Regions from separate parts of the Chanodichthys erythropterus genome. Here region 2 is linked to region 1. Evidence: chromatin contacts called from public Hi-C data. All regions are on one chromosome and are shown on one strand. The core of a region is the stretch at or near the end of the contact, and the rest is flanking DNA. Distances in the headings are between cores, read along the strand shown.

Evidence for each region. Hi-C and Micro-C count contacts between places; a contact is called where the count stands out from the background.
Region 2: a contact with region 1 is called in a Hi-C map of an unstated tissue, with 8 times the contacts expected there. The contact joins the promoter of oard1 here to the promoter of LOC137009749 in region 1. A contact is called at or near these places in 2 of 2 Hi-C or Micro-C datasets (muscle and an unstated tissue).

Annotation. Positions count from the first base shown.
Region 1 is chr20:27,075,166-27,079,064 of ASM2448905v1, reverse strand. LOC137009749 (kelch domain-containing protein 8B-like) reads right to left here and starts at 2,107. Exons shown (of 7, transcript XM_067372220.1): 1 at 1,969-2,107.
Region 2 is chr20:27,225,944-27,229,842 of ASM2448905v1, reverse strand. oard1 (O-acyl-ADP-ribose deacylase 1) reads right to left here and starts at 2,060. Exons shown (of 5, transcript XM_067371124.1): 1 at 1,831-2,060; 2 at 1,153-1,321; 3 at 1,014-1,072; 4 at 770-882; 5 at 1-443. The coding sequence starts at 1,288. The coding sequence ends at 341.

The DNA.
Region 1 (3,899 bases), core at 858-3,357:
TCACGTACCACCCTATTTTTGTCTCATTCAAAATTATGTTTACTCAGAAATACATTACAAAAATAAAAGTGGGTTGCAAACACCAAATCACGTTGACTTTAAATCAAATGACATATCTCCAGACCCTAAACCTTCATATGACTTTTAAAAAGACTGCTAATTTTGTTGGCTCCTGTTGAATTTTCTCATTGATAAGTCACTCGATGAATAAAAAAAATGAATCCAAAAATAAAAATGTTATCATTTACTCATGTCGTTCCAAACCTCTGAGTTTCTTTCTTCTGCAGAACACAAAAAAAAAGATATTTTGAAGAACGTTGGTAACCAGACAATTTTGGATGCTATTGACTTCCAGTGTATGGACAACAAATAAACAGAGAAATGTCTCAAAATATATTTTTTTTATGTTCCACAGAACAAAGAGGTTTGGAATGAGCATATATGAGTAAGTAAATTACAGATTCAGTCATTATTTTTAGAAGCGATTTTAGATCTAACACTTTAAAGCGTCTGCTTGGCTAAAGTGTTAGTTCAACCAAAAATTAAATTTTCTGTCATTTATTACTTAACCTCATGTCATTCCACACCTGTAAGACCTTCGTTCATCTTCAGAACACAAATTAAGATATTCTTTATGAAATCCGAGAGGTGACTTTAACCACCACTTTCAAGGTCCAGAAAGGTACTGAAAACATCATTAAAACAGTCGACGTGACTACAGTGGTTCAAACTTAATGTTATGAAGCAACAAGAATCATTTTTGTGCTCAAAAACAATATCTTCTCTTCTGCGTCATTCTCATACGTTGTTTATGTTCAGTGCTTCCAGTTTCTAACGCAGGCTCAGTATTGGCAGAGGCTGATCACATGAGCAGCACAACGCATTCGTGTGATGCTGATGCAGAGCCAGCCAATAATGAGTCGGCGCTGAACGTAAACAACGTATAATAATGACACAGAAGAGAAGATATTGTTGAATAAAGTTTGTTTTGTTTTTTTTCACATGAAATGTATTCTCGTCACTTCATAAAATTAAGGTTGAACCACTGCAGTCACGTCAACTTTCAGGTGTGGAACGACATGAGGGTGAGCAATTTTTTTAATTTTTGAGTAAACTAACCCTTTAAACAAAAACAAAAAAAAACAACTTTGCTCAGGCCAAGGTAGTGTAAATTACATCTGAAGACAGGTTACACAAACTATGAGCATAAAAAGATATAGATCACAACTGAGGATTTCATTATTGTAAGCTTGTAAAATGGTTTTGTTGAAACATTAATCCCAAATTTAAAATGCCATCTTAGATGAAAGAGAACAGCCATGCAACAGGTGATTAAATTAAGCGAGATTATTGCTGTACTGTGACAATAAAAGCTCTTGTTGTTATTGGATTTGTTTAACCATGCGAATAATAGCCTAAAGTTAGATGCCTCTCACTAAACAACCATTCTCCATAATAGAAATGGCCATTCTCTAAACATATCCTTAAGAGGTATGTAGCAGTTCAGCATTACAACAGTTGGGGGTTGTGCAGTGCTGACCTAATGCGGAACAGCATCTCCAAAAGCCGTGAAAACACACACTGCACGAACCGCCTTACCCAGTCCTGAACTCAAAAATATGCATTTATATAAAAATACATACTACATGAACTAAAACATCCTGAAATCAAGATTAAATCAGAAAGATACTCGTTGCAGCTAACATCAGCGTTCCTAAAACACGACAATAAGGCTTGTGTGATATACGCTTTTCATACGACGGTAAAATATTTGATAGAAATTATAATAAATTAATTTATAATCGTTAAAACGTGATGTCTTAATATCATAATACAGAGTATTATGCTATAGGTGGATCTTCTCAAAAACAGGCACAAACTGCAGTCAGCACCATGTGCCTCGAGTAGGCTATATGCAAAATAACACGACAAAACTTTCAATAATAACCTTCTCGTGCGTATTATTACCTTCTTGTTTGGTCCTGCTCGAGCGAATTTCCAAAAGTCAGTGAATAAGAGTGAGCTTCTTCAAACTTCAATCAGATTTTCATCTCAACGCGCATCTCATACCGGAGACAGTAGCGTTATGCCAGCGGTTAGTTTGGGTTTCGGACAGATGCTTCTCGCACGAGTATCTCCATTGGCTCAGCATCACTTACTTCGCCCTCCCCTGAATGCTCACACGCGCTGTCTGCATCCTGGATGTATCTTCCACTTTGACAGAGAACTACAAAGTGAACACTTGGGATCAAAACAAGTATAGATTTATCCTACAGCCTTTTAATGTCACTTCAAGAGTTCAATTGGTTGACTGCTCAAGACAAGAAATCGATCGCTTTAAATAATCTTATTATGTGTCATTATTTGCGGCGCCAGAAAATTGTTTGTTACTAAAATTATCATTGATATCTTATTTGTTCATTCAGTGGAACTTAAAAACACACACACTACTACACACACTCAAAAATCATTCATGCTTTAAGTGTCAAGTTTGTGTTCAGTTACTCATGTTTCCAATAGAATGCGTGATATATAGACATTCGAAATGAAGTATTAGTGATCCTGTTGCGATCCTCCTTCGAACCCTACTGTACCTCGCATGCTCCGACTATTATAACAAATGACATGGGTAATGGGGGTGCTGTGAGTGACAGACTCACTAATGAAGTGCATCGGTGCAAGCTGTCATTTTGTAACACTACTGCCCCCTTTTGGCATTTAGTAAAATTGTCGCGTATCAGCAACACTGTTGCTATTTGTCCACGTTTCATTCCAGTGAATTTCTCAGGATGGGTTTCTGTCTAGCCACATGCGGACTGCGAAAAGGCCATTATTTAAAAAAAAGCCACCATTTTGGCCTAGCAAAGGGGGATAAAGAAAGAAAGAAGAAGAAAAAGGTATGTATGTGTGTGCGTGCGTGCAATTTCTTACAAATAATCAGCTGTGTATCGAACCACAAGTGAAGCATGACATATAAGGCAAAGAAGATAAATCAGTCATGGGTCTGTATCCTGGAAATGGAGCGATAATGTAAACCTTCACATTATTTTCGAGTCATTAGGCAAGAGTACAGTACTTTTAACTGTGCTGTGGCCTAAAAATAAGTTGTACCACACTTTAAATGTGGGCTAATTATGCAACAGCACCTCATTTAGCCTGTAATGAAAAATCTCTGAATACCACAAAGACAGTTAATGAGCAAAACACATATTGGGGTAATGAATTCAAATGGAAGTGAAGAGAAAAAAAAAACAGTTTGCTAAAGTATTAGGTGAGATAAAAGACATTTCATATGATGAATAGAGTGAATATTTTTGTTGCCCTGTTAATTGTTTTCTCAAGCAATAACGAGTCTTATTGTTACAATATATTGAATGCAATAAATAGACCTTCAGTCACTCCGAAGACAGAGATCCACATGAAGAAACACGCAGACAACACACACTCAGTGTAACTAATTATGCCTCTCCTCACTGCATCCATGGTGAACTCGATCAATTGATCTCATTTGCACATTCTCCCAAGGAGGAATTGCTGCCCGTTGTCTCCAATCGATCACCTCTGCAGAGTCTCTGTGTGAGTTCACTGCTGAAGACAGGAGGTCATCAGGAGGAAATGAATGCTTGAGTCAAACTCCTCGACCACTGCACTGACAGGCCAACACAAACATCTTAAACACAAAAAAAGAAACAGAGGTGGGAAAACAAAACAAAAAAAAGGCATTTGTCACACTAAATGGGGCATGATATCAGAAAGAAAAAAACATACTGTCTAAAAAAAGGCACTATCTCATAACACTATTATAGCATAGCTATTAATCATGTGAGGAGGGTCACAGAGTCGGCTTTATCTGAACAATAAAAAAAACAGATGGTGTGCTGTGGTATCTGGCACCAAGA
Region 2 (3,899 bases), core at 811-3,310, 150 kb before region 1:
CAATCTTGAAAGATTTGAAAAGTTTAATAGAAAGAAATGCACCCTCTAGTGGTGAAAAGAACATCCATTCGCTTTAGAGACAAAACATTAGGATGAAAAACAGTGGATTCTAATTTAGGAAAGAAACTTATCAAATCTAAATTCTTAGCATATAACTAGAACAGTCTTTAGAAGTTTTTTATTATTATTAATTTTACATTCTTTAGTGCTTATATTTCCCAGAACAAGACTAATAAACGCACCATACAGTACGTTGTGAAATTCCATTGGAACAAAAAGCAACCCTTTGACCATTCTTTAAGAACGTTTAAGAAATAACGTGTTTCAGACCTGCCGTGGTCTAGATAGTGTACACAGTGATGGAGATTTTTGTGTCCTGGAAGACTTCTGTAATAATGGAAGACACATTTTCCCACTCCAATTTATCCAGACCACAGCCAATCCTAGCAAGAGAAAATGACATCAGTTACTGCAGTCCATTCTGCAGAACAATATATATATATATATATATATATATATATATATATATATATATATATATATATATATATATATATATATTTTTTTTTATAAAGACAAGTCCAAAATTAGTATTTAAAAATGCAATTATCAAGCTATATTTGAATATTGACAACTGAAAAATAATTTTTCATTGTTTAAATAATTTAGGTGTAATCATATTCAAAGTAATTACATTTAAAAATCAATATCTGCATTTCAAAAAAAAAAAAAAATGCTTTTATTGCGACTATTAAACCTGTCAGTTTACCGAGGCATGGATATACTGTTAACGCCATTGGCCAAGCAGTGTTCTCTCATAGACACAAGGCTCTTTTTGAGAATGTCATAGGTGGGTTTTTGGTTGTACTTTTTCTTTGTGATCTAGTGCAGAAAAAAGGTGAAAAAGGTACGTTTTGAATAACAAAAAAAGAGAATGTTGTAAGTCAGAAAACTCATCTGATTTTGTAAAACATAGAACAGATGTGAATTAAAGTGGCTACAAGCCATCTTACCAGGTAATACACAAACCGACCAGATCTTTCAAGGACTGCACATTGCCCAGGTTGCTTCTCTACAGAAAAGAGAATAAAACTGAGAACCAAATGCATGTTATATTTGTTGCACTTGTCAGTAATGATAATTCACACTCACTCTGAGCCTGAAGCTCCTCAACTCCATGAAACTTCTTCTTGAAGAGTACAGCGATCCCTGCTCCCATGCGGCAGTCCTCACTGATGCAGTGCGCCAGGGCATCGGTGGACGGACAGGTGAACAAATCTCCTCTCATGTGGAGCAGACGCCATCCTGTGATGCACGGGACCTGCAACAAATGAGGAAGACCACAAACCCAATCATAACATAAATTACTCCAGTGTCCTGACTAATGAATTAATTCAATCTCTTCTGTATCACAGCCACACTGAAAACTTGTTCTTATTATATTAGTCATTTTGAGGATCATTTCTAAATGTTTTTGCAATCTTTACACAGATTTGGAAAGTAAAAAAGTAAGACTACTCAAAGTTACTCAAAAGGAAGACATAAGCCGTACCTTCATCTTGTCCATCTTTGAATTTGAGCAGGGACTTCCCTGTGGGTTTAAATTTCCATAAACTCTGTATCTAAAATGTATTACAAGCTTACAGTCAATCACTACCTCATGAAACTACAAAAATCATTGTTTTGACTGACAGAAAATGCAATTAATGGTTATTTAAAATTACAACACCAACACCGTGACAAGCTAACATTTACGAAGCACTAATGTGTTAAAGAGCCACTGGTTAGATACGTTATGTTCTGGCTAGAGCTGGAGGTCTGATAACTTACCTCAACAATAAAGCTGAATGTGTGTTTTGTGTCCCTTTAAACGTTCATATAGTTCGAGACAATTACTGTAAATAAAGTAACTAGAAAAACAACAAAAACACAGGTTTCACTTTGGCTTCGAGTTCGGGTTTAAATTCATTATATTGAAAGGCTTGAGTGCCATCTAGCGTCAGGGAGTAAAAGAGCATCTTGTTTATATATCCGGGGAGGGACATTGAAAGGCTGTTAAAAGCTGGTGGAAGTTAATGACAAGGTTAATGAAGGTCAAAAAGAAATGAAGTAAATATTTAAACCCCAAACAAACCTCTTTAACGTACGCACTTGTTTTTTACTTTAAATAGTCTCATACATCAAAGCATTCAAAGGTTATAACAATTGCACTACAAGAAATCTTAGGCTTATATTTTATAAAATGCATAAAAAATAATAATAATAACAACAACAACCGTTTGACCATTCTTTAAGAACGGTTAAGAAATAATTTTTATACATGCTGAACATTTTAGTTCAATAAATGTTATTTAATATTTAAAACTGTTGTTTAAAATACTTGTGTTGCTGTAGCACCATTGATATTAAAAAATAGTGACATTTGTGTAATAATTGACAAATGGTGACAACTGATGACATCTTGAAATAAAAGTTATTTGCAGTGAGGAGATAAAAATATTTTACAGGATATTTTAATTAATTAAAACATGCTTTTTGGAGGCCCTTCGTCAGTGATGTTATGATGATAATTTAATTATAACATGGTTTCAACAGAACAGTCTGCATATTCTTCGTAATGCTGTTACAGTAGAATTACAATCCGAATTCCGTAAAAGTTGGGATGTTTTTTAAATTTGAAAAAAATGAAAGACTTTCAAATCACAAAACAATGTTCCTCAACGTCAAATAGCAAATCTCATCATCTACAGTGCATAACACCATCAAAAGATTCAGAGAAGCTGGAGAAATCTCTGTGTTTAAGGGACAAGGCCGAAGACCTTTATTGGATGCCCGTGGTCTTCGGGCCCTCAGACGACACTGCATCACTCGTCGGCATGATTGTGTCAATGACATTACTAAATGGGCCCCGGAATACTTCCAGAAACCACTGTCGGTAAACACAATCCGCTGTGCCATCTGCAGATGCCAACTAAAGCTCTATCATACAAAAAGGAAGCCATATGTGAACATGGTCCAGTAGCGCCGTCGTGTCCTGTGGGCCAAGGCTCATTTAAAATGGACCGTTTCAAAGTGGAAAAGTGTTCTATGGTCAGACGAGTCCAAATTTGACATTCTTGTTGGAAATCACGGACACCGTGTCCTCCGGGCTAAAGAGGAGGGAGACCTTCCAGCGTGTTTTCAGTGTTCAGTTCAAAAGCCAGCATCTCTGATGGTATGGGGGTGCATAAGTGCATACGATATGGCAGCTTGCAAGTTTTGGAAGGCACTATGAATGCTGAAAGGTATATAAAGGTTTTAGAGCAACATATGCTTCCCTCCAGATGACGTCTATTTCAGGGAAGGGCCTTGTGTGTTTCAGCAGGACAATGCAAGACCACATACTGCAGCTATTACAACAGCATGGCTTTGTCGTAGAAGAGTCCCTGCCTGCAGTCCAGATCTTTCACCTATAGAGAACATTTGATGCATCATTAAATGAAAAATACGTCAAAGACGACCACAAACTCTTCAGCAGAATATATCAGGCAAGAATGGGACCAAATTCCAACATTAAAACTTCAGAAACTCATGACCTCAATGCCCAGACGTCTTCAGACTGTTTTGAAAAGAAGAGGAGATGCTACACCATGGTAAACATGCCCCTGTCCCAACTATTTTGAGACCTGTAGCATCAAATTTGAAATGAGCTAATTTTGTGCATAAAATTGTAACATTTTAACAGTTTAAACATTTATGTTATCTATGTTCTATTGTGAAAAAATATTGGCTCATGTGATTTGAAAGTCTTTTAGTTTTCATTTTATTCAAATTTAAAAAACGTCCCAACGCTACCGGAATTCAGGTTGTAATTAATAACCATTGATTATATGTAACACAACTAACAAAAATGCATGTCA